Regions from separate parts of the Anser cygnoides genome. Here region 2 is linked to region 1. A link is a contact called in public Hi-C data. All regions are on one chromosome and are shown on one strand. The core of a region is the stretch at or near the end of the contact, and the rest is flanking DNA. Distances in the headings are between cores, read along the strand shown.

What was found. Hi-C and Micro-C count contacts between places; a contact is called where the count stands out from the background.
Region 2: a contact with region 1 is called in a Hi-C map of liver, with 2.8 times the contacts expected there. The contact joins the promoter of SH3PXD2B here to the promoter of RPL26L1 in region 1. A contact is called at or near these places in 3 of 7 Hi-C or Micro-C datasets (granulosa cells and liver).

What each region holds. Positions count from the first base shown.
Region 1 is chr14:10,529,506-10,535,514 of Taihu_goose_T2T_genome, forward strand. It overlaps RPL26L1 (ribosomal protein L26 like 1), which reads right to left and starts at 2,132. Exons shown (of 4, transcript XM_048080352.2): 1 at 1,983-2,132; 2 at 935-1,107; 3 at 87-227. The coding sequence starts at 1,102. It overlaps ERGIC1 (endoplasmic reticulum-golgi intermediate compartment 1), which reads right to left. Exons shown (of 10, transcript XM_048080351.2): 10 at 3,470-6,009.
Region 2 is chr14:10,845,354-10,851,362 of Taihu_goose_T2T_genome, forward strand. It overlaps SH3PXD2B (SH3 and PX domains 2B), which reads right to left and starts at 3,734. Exons shown (of 15, transcript XM_067005564.1): 1 at 3,501-3,734. The coding sequence starts at 3,572.

The sequences.
Region 1 (6,009 bases), core at 882-3,381:
CAAGGTTCTACTTAAGCAAGCAGCAGATTTTTCATGTGGCAGCAAGGCCTCTTTTTGCACCGCAGATGTCACTTTACACCCTGTACCTTGCTAGGATGGATTCCCACGTGCACAGTCGTGCCGTTGGCCTTCTCGCGCTGCACACGTTCGATGTAGATGACGTACTTCTTCCTGTACACCTGGACCACCTTGCCGATCTGCTGTCCTTTGTAATGCCCCCGGACAACCTGCAGGAGCACACAGAAGGCACACGTTCCCAATACTTCCAAAACACCCCTGTAACAATCACCCGGCCTTAGCAAACACAACTTAATTATCCCATCAGAAAACCAGAACTGCACGGGTTGAGCTCCCAACTCTGCTCATGCCAGAAAGCTACCAGTTACTGGATTTAGCTGATCACTAAAATGGAAAATACAATGGATCAGAACTGTACTTTTCACTCACTTTGCCTGCAGTAAGCCCTGATCAAGTAACTTCAACTCTTTTCAACCGGAAAGGTAACAGTCAACCCCAACTGTTTTTCATCCTAACTTCTCTTCTATCATTACATTTTAAAACAAAAAGGCCACCTAACTCCATTCATTTCTAAACTGATCTTTCCCATATCACTGGTAGCAAACAGTCTACAGAAAGAAAACAAACAATTCTTTGCCTTATTGTTTAAAGTCTTTAATCCAGAGTGATAATCAATGCATGCAACTAAATCACGCATGTGAACAATGCACATACTTCTACTGCCACGTTTATGTTCCTTTTACCTTCCTTCTCACTGGTTGTGTCTCAAGAAATATTCAACAGGACAAACCTATGATTACGTTAACTTGTATTATTTTTACAAGACTCATGGTAAAGCCGTGGCATCGATTTGAATTTGTCGTGGAAAACAAAATATGAATAAACTTCAAGCGTGACAGTACAGCCTGAAAGATACCTGGACTTCATCGTCCTTTCTGATGGGCATCGAGCGGACGTTGTATTTCTGCCGCAACTCCTTGGAGAGCGGGGAGGACATTATTTTTCTTCGGATGTGAGAAGGTGCATTGAAGTGCCGTTTGCGGTTCTTGCTGCGGTCTGAGGTCACAAATGGATTGAACTTCATTTTGGCTGCAGGAAGAAAAACAGTACTTTGAGAAGCTTGTAACTCAAAGGCATTCGTGCTACTGTCTGCCTACGCTAAGTACGCTAAAACTTAAAAGCTCACTTCAGCTGTTTTTATTCCTACTCCCGATTTGTGTAATTTTATAAACTGCATTTCAAAGGTTTCAGCCTCTTCCATGAGTGACAATGACACTGTGGATTGACAGAAGTGCTCTATGTGTGCATGCGACCATTCTTTCTAACCCAAAGCTAAGTGTACTCAGAGTGCAGGACATCTGATCGAGTAGTCTTAATTTTACACCAAGGTAAACGTTTGCTTTATTTATGAAGTGAGCGCACATTTCACACTCGCACAGATAGAATACCTGTAACGCTTAGAGGCTGCCTGCGCAGTGTACTACTAGACTTTGCAGCACGTAACAGATTTGTTAAACAAACTGCGCTTGGCCATTCCTAAGCCTTAATAACCACCCTGAGGTTGTCTATCAGAGCACAGCTCTGCCCTGACCGACAGGCTGCCCCCCGGGTGCTTCTGCTTGCCCGCGGCAAGCCTCCGCCCACTGCTAACCAGAAGATCGCAGCCTTCCACTACGGAAGACCCCTAAATCAGCCAGGTCAGCGCGGAGCCTGCCACCCACCCGCTCGCCGCCGCGCACCGCCCCGTGCCGGTGCCGGGCCCCGCCTGAGCAGGCAGCCCGGGCTGCAGGCCGGGACAGCCCCGGGCTCAGCGGCGGCCAGCGAGCGGCCCCTCCAGGCCCAGCGGCGCCCAACCCCGGCAGCGGGGCCCGGTCCCGGCCCCGGCCCGCCCCCAGCCGCGGCGGATGCCGGCCGATACCGGCGGATGGCGGCGGATGCCCGCGGCCCGCCCGCGGCGCCCTCACCCCGCTGCTGCCGCCGCGCCGCTCGGCCGGAAAGAGGAGAGGGAAGCACTTCCGCTTCCGGCAAGAGGCAGCGGGGTTCGCGCGAGAGCTCGCGAGAGGAGCGGGCGCGAGCAGCGCCCCCTGGCGGCCGGAGGCCAACGGCGGGGGCTGAGACGGGCGGGGGCGCGGCCACGTGGGGCTGGGGGCGTGGCCAGGCGAGAGGGGGCGTGGCCACGCGGGCGGTTCTCCCCCGCCCCTCCCGGGCCCCCTGAGGGCTCCCCTGAGGCGCCGAGGCCCGGCCCCAGCCCCCCCCCCCCCAACCCCGCTGCCTCAGGGGGGCACTCCTTTTTTATTTCCCCCCCCCAACCCGCTTTGTTTTCTAGTAAATTATTCCCAATTGTTCAATTCTGGTAGAAATGAAGCGTCTCCCCTCGGAGCTGGGGAGCTGATTCCCAAAAGGGGGTGCGGGGGGTCCCGTCCCTCAGGCAGGCGGTGTAGGGCAGGAGCAAGGCACGCGCAGCCCCCCAGTTAAAAATAAGTAATTACTTAATGTGGTGCGGATACACAGCGCCCATGTTCAGTCTGTCGTAACCCTTCGCAATTTAATCTTCCATAATTACCTCAGTGTGATTTCTAAATACTTAGTGAAGCAAGACGAGAAGGAAATTAAAAGGTTGGGGGGAGGCAAAAAAGGGGTTATTTTACATACCAACTCACCGCGTGAGTAAAGCCAAAACCAGCAAGTTCCAAGCAAAATCCACGCACCTCATTTAAAAAAACAAAAGGGAAAAAAAAAAAACAAAAAAAAACCAACCTGAGGTTAGGACACTTGGTACCGTTCAAAACCGAGCACTGAACGTCCAGACATGAGTCAGGGCTGATTGCAAAAGAGCCTCGCGTTAACTTTCGGCAGAGTGACCTGGCTTACAGTGATTTCATTGCGCGATAACGCTTAGTTCATTGGAACAATAATTAAAAACAAACGAAAAAACCCTTTCAGATTGATTTTGCAATGGCAGTGCAACAAGAAGCCAATCAAAACACGAGAGATTTATTTTTAATTGTAGAACTAAAAAGTCTAGTATTTTATTAACATGAGGTTGCAAATTAAAAGGGAAATGCGAGAACTCCCTAATAAACTCCACTGTAAAAATGCAAGACTTGTGCTTTAAACATTGCCACACCACGTTACAGGACTGCAAACCCTGCCCCTCTCCCCCTCCTTCCCAGGACTATTGAGAAATACCTCATCGCCACATTTCATCTGGAACTTCAAAGGGCTGTTCTAAAGCAGATACTCGTTGCAGTCATTTTCAGCCCCAAAAGTCTGCGTATCACACAACCAGAAAGCAACTTTAAACGAGAAATAGTCAGAAAATTAGCTATAAACATTACCATCTACACTGCAGATTTCACTTTTACAGAGCAGTAGTTAAATGCAAATACTTGATACATCAAACATTCATAAATGCATCTCAATTTTTTTCTTCTCAATTTCCATTTTCTTAAAAAAAACAAAACCACTTTAGCAGTCCACATAGTTCTTGAACATGCCAAAGCACAGCTTTACAGCTTCCCCTAGAGCTGAAATTCTGACTCCACCATCACAAAGCATCCCGTGCTGCAAGTTCTCATTGTATGATGAAGCGCAGCTTCAAAGAGGTTTATTTAAACCAGAATATACACAAGTTCTAAATGTTTTACTTCCTACAGGGATGTCGTTCTTGGAGAACCACAAATACTTCTGTCAAAATACTGATTTGAAAGAGCAAAGTCAAGAAGATGAATTAACACCTACAATCAACAGTTTTCCTTCCACTATGGCTTGAGATTATTGTTGTTTTCACTGATGTTTAAAAGCATAACTACGCTCATTTTATCTCTAGAAAATGTCTGAGAATAGAAGTGAAATCTAATGACACATGTATGCACGGGGCAGGCCTGCTGCAACAGTAACCACCGCGCTTTCACATTTGGAGAGAAGAGCAAATTCTTCTGTAAACACACGATGCAGCAACATTACCTGATCCAAGCCAGCCATGCCTGAAGGACAAGCATGCCACAACGGCCAGCAGACCCAAAGTCAGCCTTGGCTTGGCAGTGCTCAGAGGCTTAGACCTGGCTTAGAGAACTAAGGTGCAGACTGTTTCTTCAGCAGTTTTGCCAGAACTTTATTATAATTTGGTTTCCACATTTAGGAAAAAAAAAAAAAAGTGATTTATTACATTATTGCAGTGGACATTTTGGCAGAGAAAGCAAGCACACTGAAGTATGCAATCTGTTATTTCCAAAAAAAGTGAAACAATTTCACTGATCTGGTTTAAAGAACTGGCCTGGACTGCGCAGAAGGCAGCGTTTAATTCAGATAGAGGATGGGGGAGAAGGGCAGAAATCACACACTGGGGGCAAGAAACACGCAGGAATCTGCAATCAACTTTTTCTAGTTTGTGTTGAAGAAATTATAATAGGGAAGAAATTTCAGAAAACTGACAGCACAATCCGCTGTGCTACAGGAATCTTCTCTTGCATCACCCAGAAGGATGCCCTGCTAAGATATTAACATTGCATCCCTGTAATCCATCAAGTTCACATGCTATAAGCAAAGATCCAACAAATTTAAGAGAAAAAACTAGGATTTTTTTTTGCTTTAAATTTCAGTTGGTGACTGTGGATCAGAGGAAATCCTTCAGGCAGCACGAGAAGGAATTGCAATGGAAAAACCCCAGGCTGCCACGAGGCAGCCGCCGCCATCTAGTGGGTACCGCTCGTGGACAGATGGACGCGCGCACTGAAATGAAGACAAGCATCTCGTTTTCAAGTTGATTTTTGTAAATGGAAAAAATGTATAAAATCTATCCATACATTAACAGATACAGGAAATTACACAATCCAGTTTACACCTAAAGGAACAGCAATCAGTCCATAATAAGAACAAGGAAAAGTTCCAATGCTGTAACTGGTCAGGAATCACTACAGGGCAGAAAATGGGCCAGGGTAGGGAGGGGGGGGTTGGTGGCCTTTTTATTTTTAGGGGGGTGTGGGCATGTATGTGTGTGTGCAGATAAAACTGGCTACCTTCCCTACTTCCAAAAGAATGAGACAATTTCAACAGACATGTATTAGGAATACTTTTGAAATGTATCTGACTCTAGCATTAACACTGAATATTCAAAGTTTCATATTATTACAACAAAATGTTTGGATACTTTGGCCTCCAGGAAAAGGCAATGGACAGTAGATATTATCCAAGAGAAATCCTGCACCCGTCTTAGAATTTATACCATTGATTGAGTTAAGGATTTTAATTTTTTAGGATTTTTGTCTATCCTGGAACACTTAAAATCTGTGTATCCTCAGCTCAGACACTCACAAAGCATGCAGTGACTGTTACTACCCAAGGAACATTTAGGAGGGTATGGAGAATGCACTGGTGGGCATTGGTCTCATTATCAGTGAACTCACGTCTATCGTTGCATACAAGCCACACCTGGCAGTAGCTTTCCCCTCACACCTCCATTTATTGGAGGTCTCAGAAGACAAGGCTTGAATGAACGGGCATGGAAGTTCAGGTACCGTTTTAAGGAATAGAAGAAAATTGCTAGCAGGGGCCGGGTTGTGGGAATGCCTGCCCTGCTACTGGTGTACCTGTGGGTGAACAGTGTCAGTCTAGGGCTCAGGAAAGATGCCTGATTGAATTTTAAAGAAGCAGGTAGGCACCTTAAACCGTGAAGAGACAGACTTCCTGTGTTTTACAGGTGTATTCAATATACACACACAAAGCAAGACAGTAAGCTGTGCTCATCCACCCAGAAGACTGCATCATTTTTCTGGACACATAGAATGGACAACCCCTTTTCAAAATAACAACAACAGTAATAATAATAATAATAATAATAATATTAAAGCAGAATTGCAGAGTCCAGACTGCTGGGTGGTCTGTGTTTAAAAAAAAAAAAACAAACACAGAAGAAAGAATAAAAGCTAATGCTGTAAGACAACTATTCCCTTTCAAAGCAAAGGCCACATAAAACTGTGTTGCTCAGTTTGG
Region 2 (6,009 bases), core at 2,484-4,983, 320 kb after region 1:
GCTGTAATCACTTGAAATGTGATTGCATGGGAAATGTCACCGCAGGGTGACCCTCACCCTCTGCCTGATGGGAGGGAGTCTTTCTTCTTCACTCCGATGGTCCCAAGCTGTTCTCCTGACAGAGCCCGAGCAGCACATCCAGCAACTCGCACCTGCCAAAAAATCATTTCTCCAGCTGCCCTTTCCATAAAAATATTATTTTAATATATCAATAAAAAAGCTTAAATATACAAATAGCACAATTTAAAGACCAGGGTTAGGAGGTCAGGAGAGAAGGTGCAACAACAATACACCGAAAAAGGGTTTCACAGCTAGAAGAGCAAACTCGAGGCTCCTATCACTTGGAGCAAGAATCTAGGTTTTCCTTCCCCTCCTAGCCCTTCTCCTTGTACAATCTGAGTTGGTTTGACAAGAACAGGAGGCAGACGTGTTGGCCTCACACCATGCCAACACTACAGCAGTAAAAACCTTCCAGGAGTACAAGGCTAGCTGCAGGGACAAAAGGAGCGAGACAGCAGCACTGTCTCTCTTCCACCGGGAAAATGCACAAACAGATGCACTTGACTGGCAAGGTGCACAAGAACACTGGGCAGCATTAGGGTCCCCAGTTAAATCCTGGCACAGCACACGTTAAAGCTAGCGTTTGGGTACCCCCACCCACCGGTATGCATCTCGTGGGGTCCTTATCCTCGTGCAGGGCAGAGCCCTGCATCAGGGAGCGATGCTGCTCCTGGCTCTGCCTCCGTCTGAGCAACCCCTGGCCTCTTCCAGCCAGAAAAGCAGCATCAGCCAGCTGGGAATGGGCCACGAAGGGTTAGGAAAGGATGGAAACACAGAGGCCCTGTGCAGCTTCTGTCCCTGGAAACTGTTACATGTGACATTTCTCGCAGGGCTGCGAAACTCGGAGGCGTTTGAGGGTGAAAGGCCGAGGCAGGGATGGAGGGTGAGCTGTGCTTATGGACGAGCAGCACCGGGAAACACAGGGAGAAACGCTACTGCCCAGCACCGAAATGGCATTTGATCACTTTTTGATAAGACAGGCAAATACTTCAAAACCACCCCCTCCCCCAGCTTAGGAAATGCGTCTCCTGCTTCACATCAGAGCTTGCAAAAGCACAAGTTTTTGTCTCGGTTGCACAACGCTCTCTGTATCGATTACCGAGGTGATGGGTGAACCCTGCCAGCCCAAACAGAGCTGGCCTCTTCAAAATCACCCCACCGCAGGAATAAACAAGGACTCTGAAACGCTGGTTTGCTATCACTTCTCTGGGAAAGTGGAATGTCACGGTTTTTTGCTGTGGCCTCACGCAGCCGACACAACTGCACCTTTGTCCAGCACAAAAGAAAAGCCTCACGGATGCAGAGCGGAGGCCAGACCCGAGCGTTACAGGTCAGCCGCGGGTCGGGCAGAGCAGAGGCAGCGGGAGGAAAAGCCACAGGGCTCCCCGCAAGCTGCTGCCTCCAGGGATGGCAGAGAGCACATTTATTTCGGAGAGCAGAAGCGAGCGAGCAAAGGTTTAGCACACAGACTTCGTGGTTGACTTCGCTTTGCTGTTTGCCAACAGATACAGTCTAAAGTGAGATGACTCAGCCGGGATTTGCTGCCCCTCCTCTGCCTCTCTTCGCAGAGGAAGGGGAGAGAAAAAAAAAAAAAAGGTTTTGATTCCATATAATTAACTGGCTTTGTGGATCTGCCTCGTTCCTATCGATCCCCTCCAGCGAGGCGAGCGCTCCCGTTTACTCCAGCACTGCTGCAGGGAGGCCGCTGCCTGCCCCTCCCCGGGCTCAGCCCGCCCTGGCTCGCATGGCCGAGTTTGGGTCCAAGACAAGTACAGGGAAAGATTAGAGGCAGAGGACTCGAGCCGCAAGTGGAGAAGGGAGCGGGCAGCCAAGCAGCCGAGCTGCACAGCTGACTGTCATGAGCTCTGTGCAGACGCTTCTCCGCCGTCTCCTCTGCACGCTCAGGATCCGGCCGCGGGAGCTGCCGCCCCGCTGCACCCACCCAGCGGTACGTCTTCATAAACACTGCTGTCCCCATTTTCCAGCCCAATAGGATTATTTGTGCTATGCCCAACTCCACCCGCCTCCCCGCTGCGGAGCTGTGCGGGAACCCTGGCAGGCGAGCAGGGATGGTGCCCAAACGGGACGGTGCCCAGCCCGTGGGTTGCATTTCCCAGCAGTGGGGACTCGGATCTGGAGGGACAGCAGGAGCCCAAGGGCTGTGAGGTGCCCTCAGCCCCTGCAAAGTACAAAAAGGTCCAGAAGAGAAAAGGGAGGAGCAGCCCCAGGCAACCCCAGCACACCCGTTACGGGACCTGAGGGCGAAGCAACAGATCTGCCAAGACAAACACAAGCACACGCAACTCATCAAACCTCCTCACGTACGTGTTCCTCCGGACCTGATGCACAGCCCAGCTAGGGTGAGTAAGGCTGGGGTGGACAGAGCAGGAAGGGGGCACATCTGGAGCTGGGGCCAGGCTCGGCCAGACGCTGATAAAACCACAGACAAGGCAGGAGAGGAGGAAGGGGCGATAAGGGGTTGGGTGGTGGCCACCACATCACAGAGCTAAGGCGCTTCTCTGGGTGCAAAGAGGGGACATCGGCCCTGTTTACCCTCTCCTCAATCCTGGCTACAGCCAGCTTGTTCTTTCGCTTTCCTCTGACTGTTGCTGACCACCACAAGCCAGCTGGGGGGACCCAAAAAAAAAAACCCTGATCTGCACAGAGCTCAGGCTGCCTGGCTGTGCTGACACGAGGCACTCCAGCCGAGCGCATAGCCCGTCCTTGTAACCCAAATGCAACACGAGCAGTGTGTCACTGGGTCACCCCGGTCTAAGGCGAACGGGGCGGGGAGAACATTTTGGTCTTTGTTTTACAGTTGCTGCCAAGATTCACCCACAAGGTCTCCATGGATGCCTGGAAGCGCACCAAAGTCTAAATAACAACAACAATAATAATAAAAAACTCGAGAAAAAGACAGCCCCGCAGCTGCTGGGAAGATGCCCTGGAGTGTGCAGGAATGTGCTCCCCAGGACAGCGGGGCAGCATGGGTGCAGCGGGCACGGAGCCATCTCGGCGGGGGACAGCGGCACCGTCCCAGGTGCAGGAGGATGGAAACGGGGGGGGGGTCCTTGTGCAGGGACCCCGCAGCCAAGAGGTTCCTGACTCCCCCCCACAAACGCTGCCCCTCACCAAGGCAGAGACACTTCCCGGGGGTGACTCCAGGGGTGCAGGCTGCCCTAGCAGCCCCAGTCCCGGCAGCACCCCCTGACACGTCCCTACCCACGTTCTCCCCCCACTTTGCCCGGGTGGGGAACGGGTCCCGGTACCGGGACAGCCCCAGCAGCGCTGCCCCCTCCTCCTCCTCCTCCTCCTCCTCTTCCTCCCACCGTCCCGGAGCAACCCGGGGACCGGCAGCGCCCGCCCTTTGTTTGCCCAGGGCCGGGCCGGGTGCGCCCCGAGCCGTGCCGAGCCGTGCCGAGCCGAGCCGTGCCACTCACATAGTGCTTGTTGGGGATGCGCCTCTTCTGCACGTCCAGCACCTTCACCTCCGCGATGCTCCTCCTGGGCATGCCTCTGCCCCTCGCAGCCCGGCGCCAGGGGCCCGGCGGGGAGCGGTGGCGCTGGGGGAGGCACAGGCGCACGCAGCCGGGACCGGAGCTCGCAGCCGAGCCGAGCCGTGCCGTGCCGAGCCGTGCCGAGCCGAGCCCAGCCACCCGCCCGCTGCCGGAGGCGGGAGGCGGCCCCAGCCCGCCCCGACCTATCCCAGCCGGCGGGGCGGCCCTACAAGCGCCCGCTTAAAGGGGCGAGCGTGTCCGCCGGCCCCACGCGTGTCCGGCTCCTCCACGCGTGTCCGCCCCGCTAAGGGTGCAGCTGGCACGGGGGGGCACCCGGCCGGCTTCTGCCTGCCCGCCCCACGCCGTCCCCTGCCCCCAAATCAGGGGGGAAAAAAAAAAAAAAAGGAAAAAGCTGGCGTGGGTGCGACACGGGAGAAGCGCAGGGATGCGGCGGCATCGGCCGCTCCGGGCTTTTCGCTGTAAGTCACCAAGGTCAGCGGCCTGCTGCTCAACGGCTCCCAGCGTCCAGCGCTGGGAAGCAGAAGCCGTGGCAGCCCACAGGCGGTGCTTTTCCTAATAACACGTGTGGAAAAAGGAGTGTGAGGCAGCGCAAGTCCTCTGCGGCTGCCCTCTTTCTTTCCCCTTCTGCTCTTTTTTGAAAAGAGCAACCCGAGATGATGTCAAAGCACGAGAGTCAGTCCAGCGCTGGTCAGGGGCAACTTAGCCGTTTCTCCAGGAGGGCATGGCTTCTTTGGCCTTATCTGCTGCTGTTTGCCTTCGTAGGAAGCTGCAGAGGGTAGAAGAGGGTCCAGGCTGACGCCTCCTGCCTGACATGGGGGACCCGTGTCTGGGCTCCACACCCAGGGTTTGATCCTTGACCCTGCTCTTGTCCCGTAAGAACTGCCCCCAAGGATTTGCTGACGTGGTTTCCAACAGCATCAGCCCTAAGGCATTTGGGGAATGAATTGAGTAGAAAATAGAGGCTTTGTTGGCTGTGGGTATGATCGGGTCACCAGAACGGCCTTACCCAGGACAACCTCTGTACCCTCTGAAGCTGGGAGCTGAGCCACTGCACCCCACTTCTCACTCTCAGCCCACTCCATCAGGCCATGCCCTTGGAACAGTGGAGAAGACAACGCAGCGACCTGGTGCTTCTCTGCACCAGCACCACCCTTGGCCTGCTTCTTCCCAGCAGCTTCTCAACACGTGGCATAACCACAGCCCTCTTCCCTGTTGGGCTTTTAATTACATTATAAAGTTACCCAAGACTCATGCTGGCAGGTCATTAGCTTTCATATGAATTTAATTTAATCATAAACAACTCATCTTACTCCTTGGCAGCTCCTTAAATGTGGCCCTTTTTTTTTTTTTTTAATGCTGTTAGCTTTGCTCGCGCCACCATGAAGAATCGGGGAGGTGCAGGCAGGTTGCCAGGGATTTATCACCCCCCTTGCCCTCCCAGAGCTCTCATCTTCATCCTCTTTCCCCTCAGTTGAGCGCAAGACTTCTGTGCCCCTGCAGAGGAGGTGGTTACAAGAAGGATGCTAGACTGTGCGAAGGGGAAACTTCACCACTGGCACCTGCTGGCATGCCCGACTGCCACCACGGGGTACAGAAGGATCAGTTGTACATTGCTCCCCTCCCTGAGTGCTACTTAAGAGTCAAAGCCTGGGGAAGCACCAGGGCAGACAACATGTGGCAGGACTGTAGCTTTTCATCACTTGGGTGGCATTTTGCAGGCACAAGCAGCTAGAGTTGTACTGGGTTTAAAGCCCTGCTAGATGGGCAAATAAATAATCTAAAGGATGACCAGAAAATCATTGAAAGAAGCTGTGTATAATGTTGGTAAGAGAAGAAACTAATAACAAGGAGATGAGGAACACTGGAGAAAGTGGGAGTAAGAGAGGAATTAAATAATTACTGGTCTTTATGTGCTTAGAAGAGAAACAGGGAGCTGCTGATGGCACTGCAGCTGAGCCGGGTGGAGGAGGATGTAACCTGAAGAGCTCAGGACTGAAAGGCTGGGCAAGGTGATCACGGGGAAACAGCAGGAGGTGACTGGACATGAAAAAACACACACACAAAAGAAGCACAGAAACCTGCTAAACAATGCAATGGATGTTAAACTGCAAGGTGATGGGAATTGAGTGAGACAATTGAGTTACAAATGCTACAGCTGCCATCCCTCCTGCTTCAGGTGCTGGTTTGTTCTGTTTAGCAGTGACTGCTGGATGCCGGGCATCTGCAGGGAAGGTGCTCGGGCTGCTGGTCATCTGTATGCATAGCTGCTCTCATGCATTCTGGTAATTTGGTTTTACAGAGTGCACAGACTGACCCTACATCCCTCGTGCTCTGAAAACAACATAGCCAGGCTGATCGTTTTGCTGCCCGGTCCATCTGTACATCAACACAGAGTCATCTAGACCCCTTGGACTCACAACCATGAACCCTA